Regions from separate parts of the Zea mays genome. Here region 1 is linked to region 2. Evidence: chromatin contacts called from public Hi-C data. All regions are on one chromosome and are shown on one strand. Each heading gives the region's core, a stretch centred on a gene start, on an enhancer-like site or on the middle of the called end of the contact. The rest is flanking DNA. Distances are from core to core; before and after follow the strand shown.

The links. A called contact is a pair of places that touch in the nucleus more often than the background predicts.
Region 1: a Hi-C map of leaf shows a contact between it and region 2, with 6 times the contacts expected there. The contact joins two enhancer-like sites. A contact is called at or near these places in 9 of 25 Hi-C or Micro-C datasets (ear, leaf and tassel).

The regions. Positions count from the first base shown.
Region 1 is chr9:69,561,028-69,568,103 of Zm-B73-REFERENCE-NAM-5.0, reverse strand. No RefSeq gene overlaps it. Among protein-coding and RNA genes, the nearest start is that of LOC103639995, 170 kb to the left of the region's middle. Within about 2 kb of position 1,448, at least 15 of the 20 cell types and tissues checked have an H3K27ac peak or open chromatin away from gene starts, as enhancers often do. A contact at or near this core is called in ear, leaf and tassel, where this site is marked.
Region 2 is chr9:69,402,745-69,409,322 of Zm-B73-REFERENCE-NAM-5.0, reverse strand. No RefSeq gene overlaps it. Among protein-coding and RNA genes, the nearest start is that of LOC100278708, 26 kb to the right of the region's middle. Within about 2 kb of position 2,537, at least 15 of the 20 cell types and tissues checked have an H3K27ac peak or open chromatin away from gene starts, as enhancers often do. A contact at or near this core is called in ear, leaf and tassel, where this site is marked.

The DNA.
Region 1 (7,076 bases), core at 199-2,698, 160 kb before region 2:
AGCGACGCGTGATGCGCGAAGCAGAATGCGAACATGCGAGAATCACTAACTAAATGTTGTTTTTATATTAAAAATAAATTAGCTAAAATATGTGAAACAATGGAACAATATTATTAACACGTCGTTACAAATCTAATACAAATCTAAAACAACTGGAACGAGACAAAATGGATCTACGAGGTAAAATATATTCAATATTTACTAGTTCACGTATTTAAGATGAGGTAGCGTATTTTAGTTGGCTGAGCCGAAACCACAAGGAGTACCACAAAATCGTGGCTGCAACCAATCCTGCACAACACTTTTTTCTACGTGAGTGGTGAGCCAATTTTATTAAAGCGCGCGAATCGCGTCTCGCTCGAACGGCGAGGCGAGAACAGCCTAGGCAAGTCGTGCGCGGGTTAAAAACGGTAAATCAGCTTCAATGGGGAAAAACAATATTAAAACCTTAGTTAAATAAATATTTAATAAAATATCTAAAACATGTGAAATGATGAAATAGTATTAGTAACACGAGGACAACGTCGTTGCAAATCCAATGCACTTAAAACAGATTGAAACGAGTAATTAAAGCAAAAGGCATGGAATAATTACTTAATCGCAGATTACCGATGATGTAGTGCATCTCACTGGTGACGAAGTGGCCGCAAAAAGGGTCACAAGAAGCAAGACCACAACAGATCCCGGAAGGATGGGATCAAGTGTGGCTATGGGCATTTCTCTTCTTCCTTCAGCCAAAAGCACGACCAGGAGAAAGGGGTCATCCATGGTTGATTTGATTACACGGAGAGGGCACGGCCAATAGCTGCAGGGGGAGGGTCTGCTCTCCTGCTGCCCTGCTGCACAGAATGGTAGGACGCAGAGTAGCAGGTGGCCATGGCGAGTGGGGGAGAGGCATGGCCGTCGGCAAGGGGGCACTTCACCGGAGGAACGCATGGGCAGGGGCGGTTCTTGGCTGGACGCCATGGCCACAGCTCGGTAGAGCGCGCGCGCAGCAAGGGGGCCCCGGTCAGCCAAGCTATAGGGCTCGCGCGCACAGGGGCATCGCCCTGCCTTGCCGTGACTTGGGCGTTCGCCTGGAGGTGCTGTCGCGCCCTGGGATGCTGGGGTCGGCCGCGTCGAGCTGGGCTAGCCGGGGACCGGCCGCGTCGAGCTCGCTTGCACCCGCGCTGCTTCCGAGGCTGCAGGACGGCGTTCGCCGTGGAGGGAGCGGGGGCTGGGGGATGAGGCGAGTGCGGAGAGGGGGCTGCACGGAGTTGGTTTGAGCGGCATTTTGCGTTAGTATTGCATCGTTGGGTGCTAGGACGTGCGTTGTGGGGGAGGTTAGAGGGAGGGGATGGACCTGACATATGGGGCCACAGACATGGCAATAGCAGCGGCTAGAGAGCGCACACGCGCGCTGTGCGAGCGAGGCGAGCCAGCTGAGGCTGGGCCGTGCAGGGGCCTGAGCGAGCGCGCACACGGGATGGGCCGCGCACACTAGGAATTGGGCCGGCCGGGCGAGGAGCGGGGCACGGGCCGCGGTGGCCTGCGCGTGGGAGTTTGGAGCACGGAGAGGAGCATCGGGTGGTTCTGAAGTTTTTGGCATCATGGACGCTGGTGACGACGTCGTGATAGCGAGCAGTTCTGCGTGCGAGGATATTGGAGAATGCATGCACGTGGGGCCCAGCCATTTTCTTCAAAACGTGCAGCAATTGGCTCACGGCTGGGGATCGTCTAAGGAAGGGAAAAGGAGTTTTGGAACATAAATTAAACAAACTTCGTAAATCAGATTAGAATAAATATCTGGATTTTACAAATCAATAAATTTCCAAAAAAAATCTGAAATTTATATTTAGTACCTGAAAATGTTCCAATGGCTCAAAAATTCTAGGACAATCCGTAGATATGTTTTGGCACCACGTGAACTCAAATCAAAATACTTAGAGTTTGTAAATTATTTTAGGTGTCTTAAATAAATAGATTTTGCTTTTCAGGAAAAGGAAAAAAAAACCCTGAAACAATAAAAAAATTGTTGGGGCTTCTACATGGTATATTAACACGTTTCAAACACTTTTTGCACTTAGAAACACTTTGTGACGGTATGAATGCAACAAACAAAACAGCTCTAGGGCTCACTTCACTAGGCTTACGCCAATATATAGCAAAATACCTATCCATTATTTAGAAAAAAAAAGAAAAGAAAAGTAAGGAAAAGAGAGGGTAACACCTGAATTTGGTGGATATTAGAAAAGAAATTTTATACCCCCAAATTCAGGGTGTTACACAAGCCATTCGGGATGGAATACCTCTTTGATGAACCCTGCTGTCATCAGCTTGTGGATCTCCTCGCCTATGGCTCTGCACTTTTCTTCATCGAATCGGCGCAGAGGCTGCTTCACGGGTCGGGCTCCAGCTCGGATATCCAGCGAGTGCTCGGCGACCACTCTCGGTATGCCAGGCATGTCCGAGGGACTCCACGCGAAAACGTCGGTGTTTGCGCGGAGAAAGTCGACGAGCACTGCTTCCTATTTGGGATCGAGCTCGGAGCCGATCCGGACCTGCTTGGAGACGTCGTTGCTGGGGTCGAGAGGGATGGATTTGACCGTCTCTGCTGGCTCAAAATTGCCGGCATGGCGCTTCACGTCTGGCGCCTCCTTAGAGAGGCTCTCCAGGTCGGCGATGAGGACCTTGGATTCGGCCAGGGCCTCGGCGTACTACACGCACTCCACGTCGCATTCGTACGCGTGTCGGTACGTGGGGCCAACGGTGATGACCCCGTTGGGGCCCGACATCTTGAGCTTGAGGTAGGTGTAGTTGGGGATGGCCATGAACTTGGCGTAGCATGGCCTCCCCAGCACTGCGTGGTAGGCTCCTCGGAACCCGACCACCTCGAACATGAGGGTTTCCGTTCAGAAGTTGGAGGGAGTCTCGAAGCAGACAGGTAGATCGAGTTGTCCGAGGGGCTGGACGTGTTTCCCGGGGATGATCCCGTGGAAAGGCGCCGCGCCCGCCTGGACCGAGGACAGATCGATCCGCAGGAGCCCGAGGGTCTTGGCGTAGATGATGTTGAGGCTGCTGCCTCCGTCCATGAGGACCTTGGTGAGCCTAACGTTGCCGATGACGGGGTCGACAACGAGCGGATATTTCCCCGGGCTCGGCACGCGGTCGGGATGGTCGCCCTGGTCGAAGGTGATGGGCTTGTCGGACCAGTCTAGGTAGACTGGCGCCGCCACCTTTACTGAGCAGACCTCCCGACGCTCTTGCTTGTGGTGCCGAGCCGAGGCATTCGCCACTTGCCCACCGTAGATCATGAAGCAGTCGTGGACCTCGGGGAACTCTCCTGCCTTGTGATCCTCCTTCTTATCGTCATTGCGGGCCCTGCCACCTTCCACAGGTGGCCCGACCTTGTGAAAGTGGCGCTGAAGCATGGCGCACTCCTCAAGGGTGTGCTTAACGGGCCCCTGATGATAGGGGCATGGCTCCTTGAGCATCTTGTCGAAGAGATTGGCGCCCCCGGGAGGTTTCCGAGGGTTCTTGTACTCAGCGGCGGCGACAAGGTCTGCGTCGGCGGCGTCGCGTTTCGCTTGCGACTTCTTCTTGCCTTTCTTCTTGGTGCCGCGCTGAGTGGACGCCTCGGGGACATCTTCCGGCTGGCGGCCCTGGGGTTGCTTGTCTTTCCGGAAGATGGCCTCAACCGCCTCCTGGCCAGAGGCGAACTTGGTGGCGATGTCCATCAGCTCGCTCGCCCTGGTGGGGGTCTTGCGACCCAGCTTGCTCACCAGGTCGCGGCAGGTGGTGCCGGCTAGGAACGCGCCGATGACATCCGAGTCGGTGACGTTGGGTAGCTCGGTGTGCTGCTTCGAGAATCGCCGGATGTAGTCCCGGAGAGACTCTCTCGGCTGCTGGCGGCAGCTTCGGAGATCCCAGTAGTTCCTAGGGCGCACGTACGTGCCCTGGAAGTTGCCGGCGAAGGCTTGGACTAGGTCGTCCCAGTTGGAGATCTGCCCCGGAGGCAGGTGCTCCAACCAGGCTCGAGCGGTGTCAGAGAGGAACACGGGGAGGTTGCGGATGATGAGGTTATCATCGTTCGTTCCACCCAGTTGGCAGGCCAGCCGGTAGTCCGCGAGCCACAGTTCCGGCCTCGTCTCCCCCGAGTACTTTGTGATAGTTGTCGGGGTTCAGAACCGGGTCGGGAACGGCGCCCGTCGTATGGCCCGGCTGAAAGCCTGCGGACCGGGTGGTTCCGGCGAGGGACTCCGATCCTCCCCGCTCTCGTAGCGTCCCCACGCTGGGTGGTAGCCTCGGCGCATCTTCTCGTCGAGGTGGGCTCGACGGTTGCGGTGATGGTGCTCGTTGCCGAGGCGACCCGGGGCCGCAGGCGCTGTGTTGCGCGTGCGCCCGGTGTGGACCGAGGCTTCCCGCATGAATCGGGAAGTCGTGATGCTCCGAGGGGTACCCCTGCCTTTGGGAGGCAGAGCTTTCGGCCCGTCGGACCGCGACATCTTCCAGGAGATTCTTGAGCTCTCCCTGGATACGCCGCCCTTCGGTGGTTGATGGCTGCGGCATCGCGCGGAGAAGTATTGCTGCTGCAGCCAGGTTCTGGCCGACCCCACTGGAAGCCGGTGGCGGCCTTGCCCTGACATCGTCGGCGATGTGGTGCTGGATGCCCTGGGGTGGATGACGCGCTTCTCCGGCCGGAGCTTGGCCTGCCCATTCCTGCCCGATGTTCCGACGGAACGGCTCAAGGGTTCCTGCTCCCTCGTCGAGCCTGGCCTGCATCTCGCGGATTTGCTCGAGCTGTGTGTCCTGACCCCCGTAGGGACTGGGACCACAGCTAGCTCCCGAAGGATGTCAACGCGAGGCGCAGGCCTAGGGGGATCACTGTTTTCCGGTATACCAAGATGGTTGCCTTCGCCGGGACCCCCTAGATCGACGTGGAAACATTCACGACTTGGGCCGCAGTCCTCGTCGCCGAAGCTGTGGCTACCGTCGGAACAGTCGGAAAGGCAGTAGTCGCATGCGGTCATGAAGTCCCGCATGGCACTGGGGTTACCAAGTCCGGAGAAATCCCAACAAAAGTTGGGCTCGTCATCTTCTTCGAAATCCGAGGACCCGTAGGTCGAGACGGCTGTCAGCCGGTCCCAGGGTGACCGCATACCGTACCCCGGAGGGTTTCGGCATGTCTCTATAAAGGCTTCCATCGAAGCGAAGTCGCTTGGTGGGTCGAGGCTGAATCCAAAAGGCACGAGATGGGAATCGGTCGGTACCTCCTGGTCGACGGGCGGTGACGAAGTCGCGTTAGGGGCAGACTGCACCGTCGTCTCAGGTACGAGGGTGACGCCCAGCAAGTCCTTTGCGAGCGTGCTGGCGTCGTCCGTCCGCTTGGAGTTGGCGTGTCGCGGGGAAACGGCGCTCGTCTTCGTCTCAGACGCGAGGGCGACGCTCGATGTGTCCCCCGTTGGGGCGCCGGCGCCATCGACTCGCTCGACAGCCGACGAGGTGCCGCCTCCTGCTTGGCCTTGGTTGCCCCGCCTCCTCCTCCGTCGGCAGGGGAGGCGACGGGACAAACCCGAATGTTGTTCTTCCGCCACGTGGGGAAGACGCCGTCGATTCCGCCACCGGTGGGTGGGTTGTCGGCCGCCATTGTCGCTGTCGCGCGACGGAGGAAGGAGTATCATGTCGTAGTTGCCGTCAAGGGACATGAACTCAAGACTCCCGAAACGGAGCACCCTCCCGGGCTGGAAAGGTTGCTGGAGACTACCCATCTGGAGCTTGACGGGAAGTTGTTCGTCAACACGCAGCAGGCCCCTACCTGGCGCGCCAACTGTCGGCGTTTCGACCCCGGGGGGTCCCTGGACCGACGAGTAAATTGTCGCCGCGTGCGCCAGCCCAGATGGGTCGGCGCGAGACGGAGCGCAAAGGGGGGAAACCAGAGGGAGACAGGCGTAAAGAGGAAACCCGCGGCCTTCGTGTTGTCCCGCGCCCAGGTCGGGTGCGCTTGCAGTAGGGGGTTACAAGCGTCCGCGTGGGAGGGAGCGAGAGGCCTGCACGCGCCGTCCCGTCCTCCCCGCGTGGCCAACCTTCTCGTAAGAGAGCCCTGGACCTTCCTTTTATAGGCGTAAGGAGAGGGTCCAGGTGTACAATGGGAGATGTAGCAGTGTGCTAACGTGTCTAGCAGAGAGGAGCTAGTGCCCTAAGTACATGCCGTCGTGGCAGCCAGAGAGGTTTTGGCACCCTGTTCATGTGATATCGTGGCCGTCGAAGGAGCGCTAGAGGCTTGCGGAAGGACAGCTGTCGGGGCTGTCGAGTCCTTGCTGACGTCTCCTTGCTTCTGTAAGGGGCTGAGAGCCGCCGTCGTCATGGAGCACGCGGGGCGCCATCATTATTTGTTTACCGGGGCGAGCCAGATGGGACGCCGGTCTTGTTCCCTGTAGCCTGAGCTAGCTAGGGGTAGGGTAATGATGGCCCCCTGTGACGTGGTCGGTCCGAGCCCTGGGTCGGGCGAGGCGGTGGCTCCACCGAGGTCGAGGTCGAGTCCGAGCCCCGTGTCAGGCAAGGCGGAGACCATCGTCTGAGGCCGAGGCTGAGTCCGAGCCCTGGGGTCAGGCGAGGCGGAGTTCGTCGTCTTCCGGAGTCGAGGCCGAGTCCGAGCCCTAGGGTCGGGCGAGGCGGAGTTCGTCATCTTCCGGGGCCGAGGCTGAGTCCGAGCCCTGGGGTCGGGCAAGGCGGAGTTTGTCGTCTTCCGGAGTCGAGGCCGAGTCCGAGCCCTGGGGTCGGGCGAGGCGGAGTTCGTCATCTTCCGGAGTCGAGGTCGAGTCCGAGCCCTGGGTCGAGCGAGGTGGAGTCCGTCGTCTTCCGGGGCCGAGGCCGAGTCCGAGCCCTGGGGTCGGGCGAGGCGGAGCTTCCTATGGCGCTCGAAGCCAGACTTGGCTACTGTCAGCCTCACTCTGTCGAGCGACACAACAGTCAGAGCGGCGCGGGCGGCGCTGTCCTCTTGTCAGGCCGGTCAGTGGAGCGGCGAAGTGACTGCGGTCACTTTGGCTCTGTCGACTGGCCAAGGTTGCTTCTTGGCGAAGACTGGGCCTCGGGCGAGC
Region 2 (6,578 bases), core at 1,288-3,787:
AAAGTCAAAATATTAAAGTTATAGGGTTTTCCAAACCAAGCAATTTCCATGTGTAGAGATTTACAAGTTTCATAGGAAGAAGTGGAGAAAAACTTAAAACTAAGTTTTGACTTAGGGTTTGGAATTCTGGAATTCGTATTAGTTAGCTCTCTTTAGGCCTCTGTAACTTTCGATCTGTAGACAGTTTGAAAACGGTCGTTGTAGCAGAGTTGTAGAGCTGCACCAGGTGCTCAAACTTTATTAAGTCACATAACCCTAGGTCCATATGGAACTGGCAGAAAAAGGAGCCTAAGGATGCAATGTTCAGACTTCAGAGCAAATTTCAGCCCTGATGATTTTTGAGTCTGAAATAGATTTGGGGTACTCCTTAAGGGCTGATCCATATAGTTCTGGGCTATGAGTGTTGTACCAAAGTGGAAGCCTATACTTTTATGTACAAGTTTGATTAAGGGTAATGCCACTAAAACCAGTTGGACCTGACAGTAACAGTAGTCCAAAGATTCAATGTGCTAAATCTTATTTCAGCACACAGACATTGTGTGTTTGGCTCAACTTTGGAGCTCTCTAGTGCTTGATCCTTGGAGTATTAAACCATACCATTTAAAGAAAAGTTGAAGAACATATATTAGTGTGCAAGTTTGTTTAAGGGAGGCTGGCTTGGTGCTACACAAATATCACAGAAAAGGGTGCCTAAAGATGGGCTGTCAGGTTCTTGGAGTTTCCAGATAATGAATAGTGAACAGATTTGAGTTTCAGTATTTGGCTCTACTTTGGAGCTGTGTGGTGCCTTTTCTAGGCAATTTTGAGCTGAGATCCTTATAACAAAAATGGAGGTTATCTATAAATGAACAAATGTATTTAAGGGTGAGGGACTTGATCTTATACAAAACCTGGAGAAACATTGGTTCCAAGATCAGCTGTCAGGTTGGCTGTAATTGAATTATGTTCAGTCACTGAAAACTGAATTTGCAGTGCATGATGCCCGGTTTCGAGCATTTTTGTGACAATTTCATGAGGTTTTGGTCCAAAAGTTTTATAGCAAGATGGAAGATAATTTGAAGGTGAAACAGTTTCATGTTGAGAGTTGGGCTTGCTACTGAGTAAAATGTGAAGAAAAAGGTGTTGAAATTTTCTATGTCAGGTTGGGGGTGAGCTGTTTCAGTTAGCTGAAACTGGGTGTTTCAGTCTTTTTGCTCTACTTTGGTACACCATAACTCTTGTTCTGAGTATTTTGAACCATGGGTTGCTATAGCAAGTTAGTAGATCTATGGTTGGGGAATAACTCTTGTGAATTAAGATGGATCTGTTGCTATTGGTAATTGAGAGAAAAAGGGGTCCCAATTTGGTCCTGCATTCAAGTTCGACTAGTTCAGCTAGGATAAAAAAAATATCAGCAGACAGGATCCCAATCTACTACACCCTTCCAGGAAACTCTAGAAAAAAATGGATGAGAATAACTCTATCCTGAACAAAATGGCGTGAAGGCAACAGAGGCAGAATTGAGCATATCATAAATGGTGACTCAACTACTCATGTGTTTTGCTGTCAGCACAGGATTAAGCCTCCACTCTTTACCTCTCTGTATATTGGTCCTGTGTGGAGTGGGGAAGTGAAGCCACGTGCCTACACTCATGTAACTGATGGTACCTCGAGGTCCCTCCTCATCCTGATTTCTTTGAACCTAGCTAGTGCATACACTTTGTCCCATTTGCTTAAGAGCCAGGCTCAGGAGCCTTCGCTGCCCCCCCCCCCCCCCCCCCCCCCCCCCCCCCCCCCCCCCTTAGTTCAGTTCAGTTCACCGTGGGTTGTAGTGGCTCACGTCTTCATGTCTGTGTTAGCGCTCCCCTAGCCGCACCGGGTGTTTGCCCAAGTCCTTCGCACAGCGATTCCCTGCGTTTGGTGATCACGCCGCCGACGTCTCACCCCATCAAGGTCAGGCTAACACGGTATAATTTTGTGCCCTGGGTTTAGTATTCCAATGCTTACGCTTGATGGTGAAGCCCACCGAATTGCCCGTTTGATCTCTAACATTCTGGTTGGTCCAGAACACCGGCTTGCCGTCGTGGATCGACGCCGTGAACCACCCCCAACGTTGACCGATCCGCTTACGACTTCTCCAAGCAAACTTTGATGAGCATCGTGTGCTCGGTGAGCCACTGATGCTCCCCATACTCTTCGTTTAAGTTCTACCATGTCCTAGGTTCTAGTCGTGGCTCGCCGGACTTTTGTGTTCACCGGTGTCACGGTGAACATAGCTCTTAAGGTCTCCGTAGCCGTTTCTACCCTGAGTGAGTTCGCCTTGGTCCGGGGCATGCGGGGGTGCCTCGATTTTCGCTGGGGACGGCCCCTTTGGCTAGTTGGATTTCGGCTCGCCGACACTCTAGCGCGGCGGTGTCGTGGACCCGCCGTGGTAAAAGAAACGAAGACCGAGGGGTTAAACGCGTGGGACTTTGACTCACTGCAATAGTAGAATAGGCTCGGTGAAATTAATTTGGGCAGTAGGGACTTGGCCGCAAAAAGGATAGGCGCGGGCGAGAATGGCTGATGTGGGGCCGTGCTCTGGCAAACCCGTGGGCCGAGCGTATGGTTTCGGGCCAGTACCATTGGTGGTTTTCCTTTTTCTTTTGAGTAGCAGGTTGCAAAATTCATTATAAATTATAGGAAACTGCAAAAAATTACTAAACTAATTTTGTAGAGCCCACGAAATTATGTAGTTTATATTAAAATTATTCTTAGGGTTTTTGCCATAATAAGTAAATTCTTAGTTATTTTAAAGTACGCTTGAGAAGCTTGAAAGAATTTTAGAAATAAAACCATAGGTCCAAAAATCATAGAAAATTTTGAGAAATTTATATACCTTTAGAATAACTCCTGGTCAAAGTTTGAGCATGTTTGGAATTTATTTAATTAGAAAACCAGAAACTAACTATGTATGAGTATTTAAAACACACTAATCTTTAATACTAATTTAGGGTTGGATCAAACTTGAGTCACACATAATGTCAAACACCAATATTGGCAAGCTTTGGAGTATATGTTCTCTGATACTTTGAAGTAGATTTAGTTGGACCACTTTAAGCCATCATTAGATAACCTAAAACTATAAGTATAATAACTATATGTTTACTTAAGAATAATTGAGCATTCCACCTTTCCCTTGTGAGATTGTGCATATCATATCATTACATGAGCATGTATTTCTAGTTGACTTGTAGAGCACCTAGAAGAAGAATTTGAAGTGGAAGTGGAAGAGGAGCCTGTTCCTCCACCTGAAACTTCTCCAACTGAGGTTATCGCCGAAGGTCCTCCAGAAGGTGCCCCATTTGGATTTGCTGCTAACTGCAATATCCTTATAGAAGAGCCCGACTCTCCTCCTCACAAAGGCAAGCCCCGGTGCATTTACCACCTACTTGCTGTTTTAAAACTTTTATCACTTATATGCTGCATTAGGTGGTAGGAATTTAATGATTAACCCTTTGCTGCATAACTTCCTTGAATTATTGATTATCATCCTTGATACCTGATTTGAAAAGCTAGACGTGGTTAGTATGCTTATAGACTAGGAACAAAAATGTTTTGATCTATGAATCTTGTTTTTACAAAGAAAAATGAACTAGAATGATGAAGGTATCAAAGGCCTTGATGACTTCATCATTTTAGAAGGGTACCTCTAACAGGTACCAGGTTTTCATAAATAATTTAATGTGAGACCAGACATTGAGCAGGAAAGGTCGTACTGTCTATGTCGATTAAGGACCATTCCGATTGTTGGCCTGTTGATCTAGGACCCTTTAACTGGCCACATGCCTCATCATTGGTAAGCTTAGCCTCGGTTGGACCAATACTAGAAAGGTTGGCCCGCAATGGGAGTGGAGAGATGGCGAGAGTATCGTGTATCCACCTGGCAAGAGGCTGGATGGTGGGGTACTGAGCTATCGGTTGGCGGGGACCTATTCTGGTCTTGAGAAACCCATGGCCGAGTTGACATATGCAAGGGTTAAGTGCTACATATGTCGTGTGGTTGGAGATCCCCAGCTGGGTATTAATCGATTCGCATCGCCAAACTTCTCGGATATGAAGACTAGATCTTCGACCCTCAGCGTAGTTAACAAGTGAAACAAAAGATGCTAAAATGAAGCTAGTATAGGACAAGTGAATGCTCTAGATTAGGCAAATCTAGATGCAGAAAATGAACTTAACTTGTGAAGTAAAAGTTTGGCTTAAGGACCCACTACTAGTAAGCTTTTCTGCAAAACTAAGTCTTTGAAATTTGGTAAGCTTTACCTTGATTCCCAACAACTAGCATATCCTTGAGGGTCTTTTCTTTAGTCGGGTCAGTCTTGCTGAGTAATTCCATACTTAGGGTTTTATTCCCATTGTTGTTGCCGGAGAAGCTATCAACACGTTTGAGTTTTGTTAAACTCATAATAGCGACTTTTACTTATGTGCATTATGTGTGTACTGTGGGAAGATGGTTTCTTCCCAGTTGATGTAATAAGTTAGCACTTTAACTTTACCTCGGGCATGTAATAATAAATACTATTCGGTTTGTATACTTAAAAGTTACTTAATGTCTATTACCTTATTGCAAAGTCTTCCTCTCAACTCCTGTGTTTAAAGTTTATGTTCATGTATGATTATTGTAATAATTGCAACTTTGGGTGAATGGTCCTTGGAATTGAACGAGTTCATCGAAACTCGGCACCCCGAGTAAGTTATCTGATCCACTTACATATCTATCCAAGGCCTTGATGGCAAGGATTGGTGTACATGGGCCCGATAACTTGGTTGGGCTGTGAAAGTAGGGGCCACCGGGGAGGTGCCACGTAGGGGGCCGCCGGGGAGGGTGTGGTGTCGTGGGGGAGATGGGCCGCGCAGGGGCCATAGGGAAGGGGCCGCATGGGGGCCACCGGGGGAGGGCATGGGGCCGCGGGGGAGAGGGGCCACTGGGGGCGCTGCCGGGGGAGGGCGCGAGGCTACCGGGGAAGGGCATGGGGCCACGGGGGAGAGGGGCTACCGTGGGCGCCGTCGGGTGAGGGTGCAAGGCCGTGGGGGAGAGGGGCGCGTGCCCAGGGAAGAGGGAAGGGGAGGGAGGGAGAGATGAGAGGGGAGGGGAGCTCACCTTGGGATTCAACAATCGGCGATAACCGTCCACCGGATCACACCTAGGGCAAGGAGGTGGGAGAGAGGTGGAAGAGAGGGAGAGGGAGTTGCTGCGCGGGAAACACAAAATGAGATAGAGAGTGAAGGGGGCGCGCGCATGTGGGGTGTGGGGCGCCAGGGGCGCGCGGCCAGGGTCCGGGCCGGGCTGGGCTGGGTCGGGTTGCGGGCCAGGCCGGAAACCCACTACACGCATGACCACTAATCGGAATCCAATTGCGAATCAAAACCCAAAACGAGGCGAGACGGACGCGCGATTAAACACAGCATCAGACAAATAAATATGCTTCGGCATGATGCAACACCCATCTCAACTTAGGTTTTTGTTTACACATGATATGGACACCAGTCGCTATACTACTTTGAAAATTGGAAGAAGGAGCAAAACATGAAGAGAAAAGAGAGTAACGCCGAAATTTGGTGAGTATCGAAGAAGAAAAATTTTACCCCTCAAATTCAGGGCATTACAAACCTATCCCCCTTAAAAGAATCCCGCCCTCGAGATTCAAGGTTGGCCAGCAAAGAGTTCAGGATACTTGGCCATCAGATCATCTTCACGCTCCCAAGTTGCTTCTTCCTCAGAGTCGTGACCCCATCTGACTTTGCACATTCTGATAGTGTTCCTCCTGGTGACCCTGTCTGCAGTCTCAAGAATATGCGTTGGCTTCTCTATGTAGGTCAAGTCTTCTTAGACTTCCAGACCTTCCACTGGCAACTACTCTTATGGCACACGCAGACACTTCTTCAACTGAGACACAAGAAAGACATCATGCACTACTGACAAATCTTCTTGCAAACTGAGCTGATAGGCCACTTCTCCACGCTTCGCGAGAATCTGATACGGACCAACATATCGGGGTGCTAGCTTGCCTTTGACTCCGAATCTTCTGACTCCTCTGATAGGTGATACCTTCAGGTAGACAAAACTCAGCTCTCTCCTTCTCGTGTCTGCATAACTTTGCTGCCTTGATTATGCTATCTTCAGGTTCTCCCGAACCATCTTGATGTTCTCTTCAGCTTCGAGCAAAATGTCTGGCCTGAACACTTGCTTTTCTCAAGGCTGATCCCAATGCAACGGAGTTCTACAACTCCTTCCATAAATCGCCTGAAATGGTGACATCTTCAAGCTGGCGTGGTAACTGTTGTTATAGGAGAATTCTACATAAGGTAACCTCTTGTCCCATCCGGACTGATCTTGCAGCGCACAGGCTCTCAACATATCTTCGAGGACTTGATTAGTTCTTTCAGTCTGACTGTCTGTCTGCGGATGATAAGCTGAACTAAAATTCAAATGCGTACACAAAGCTTCATGCAACTGCTGCCAGAAATGAGAGGTGAACAGCGTTCCTCTATCTGACACTATCTTCTTTGGCAGACCATGAAGACAAACGATCCGGGACATGTACAGCTCTGGCAAT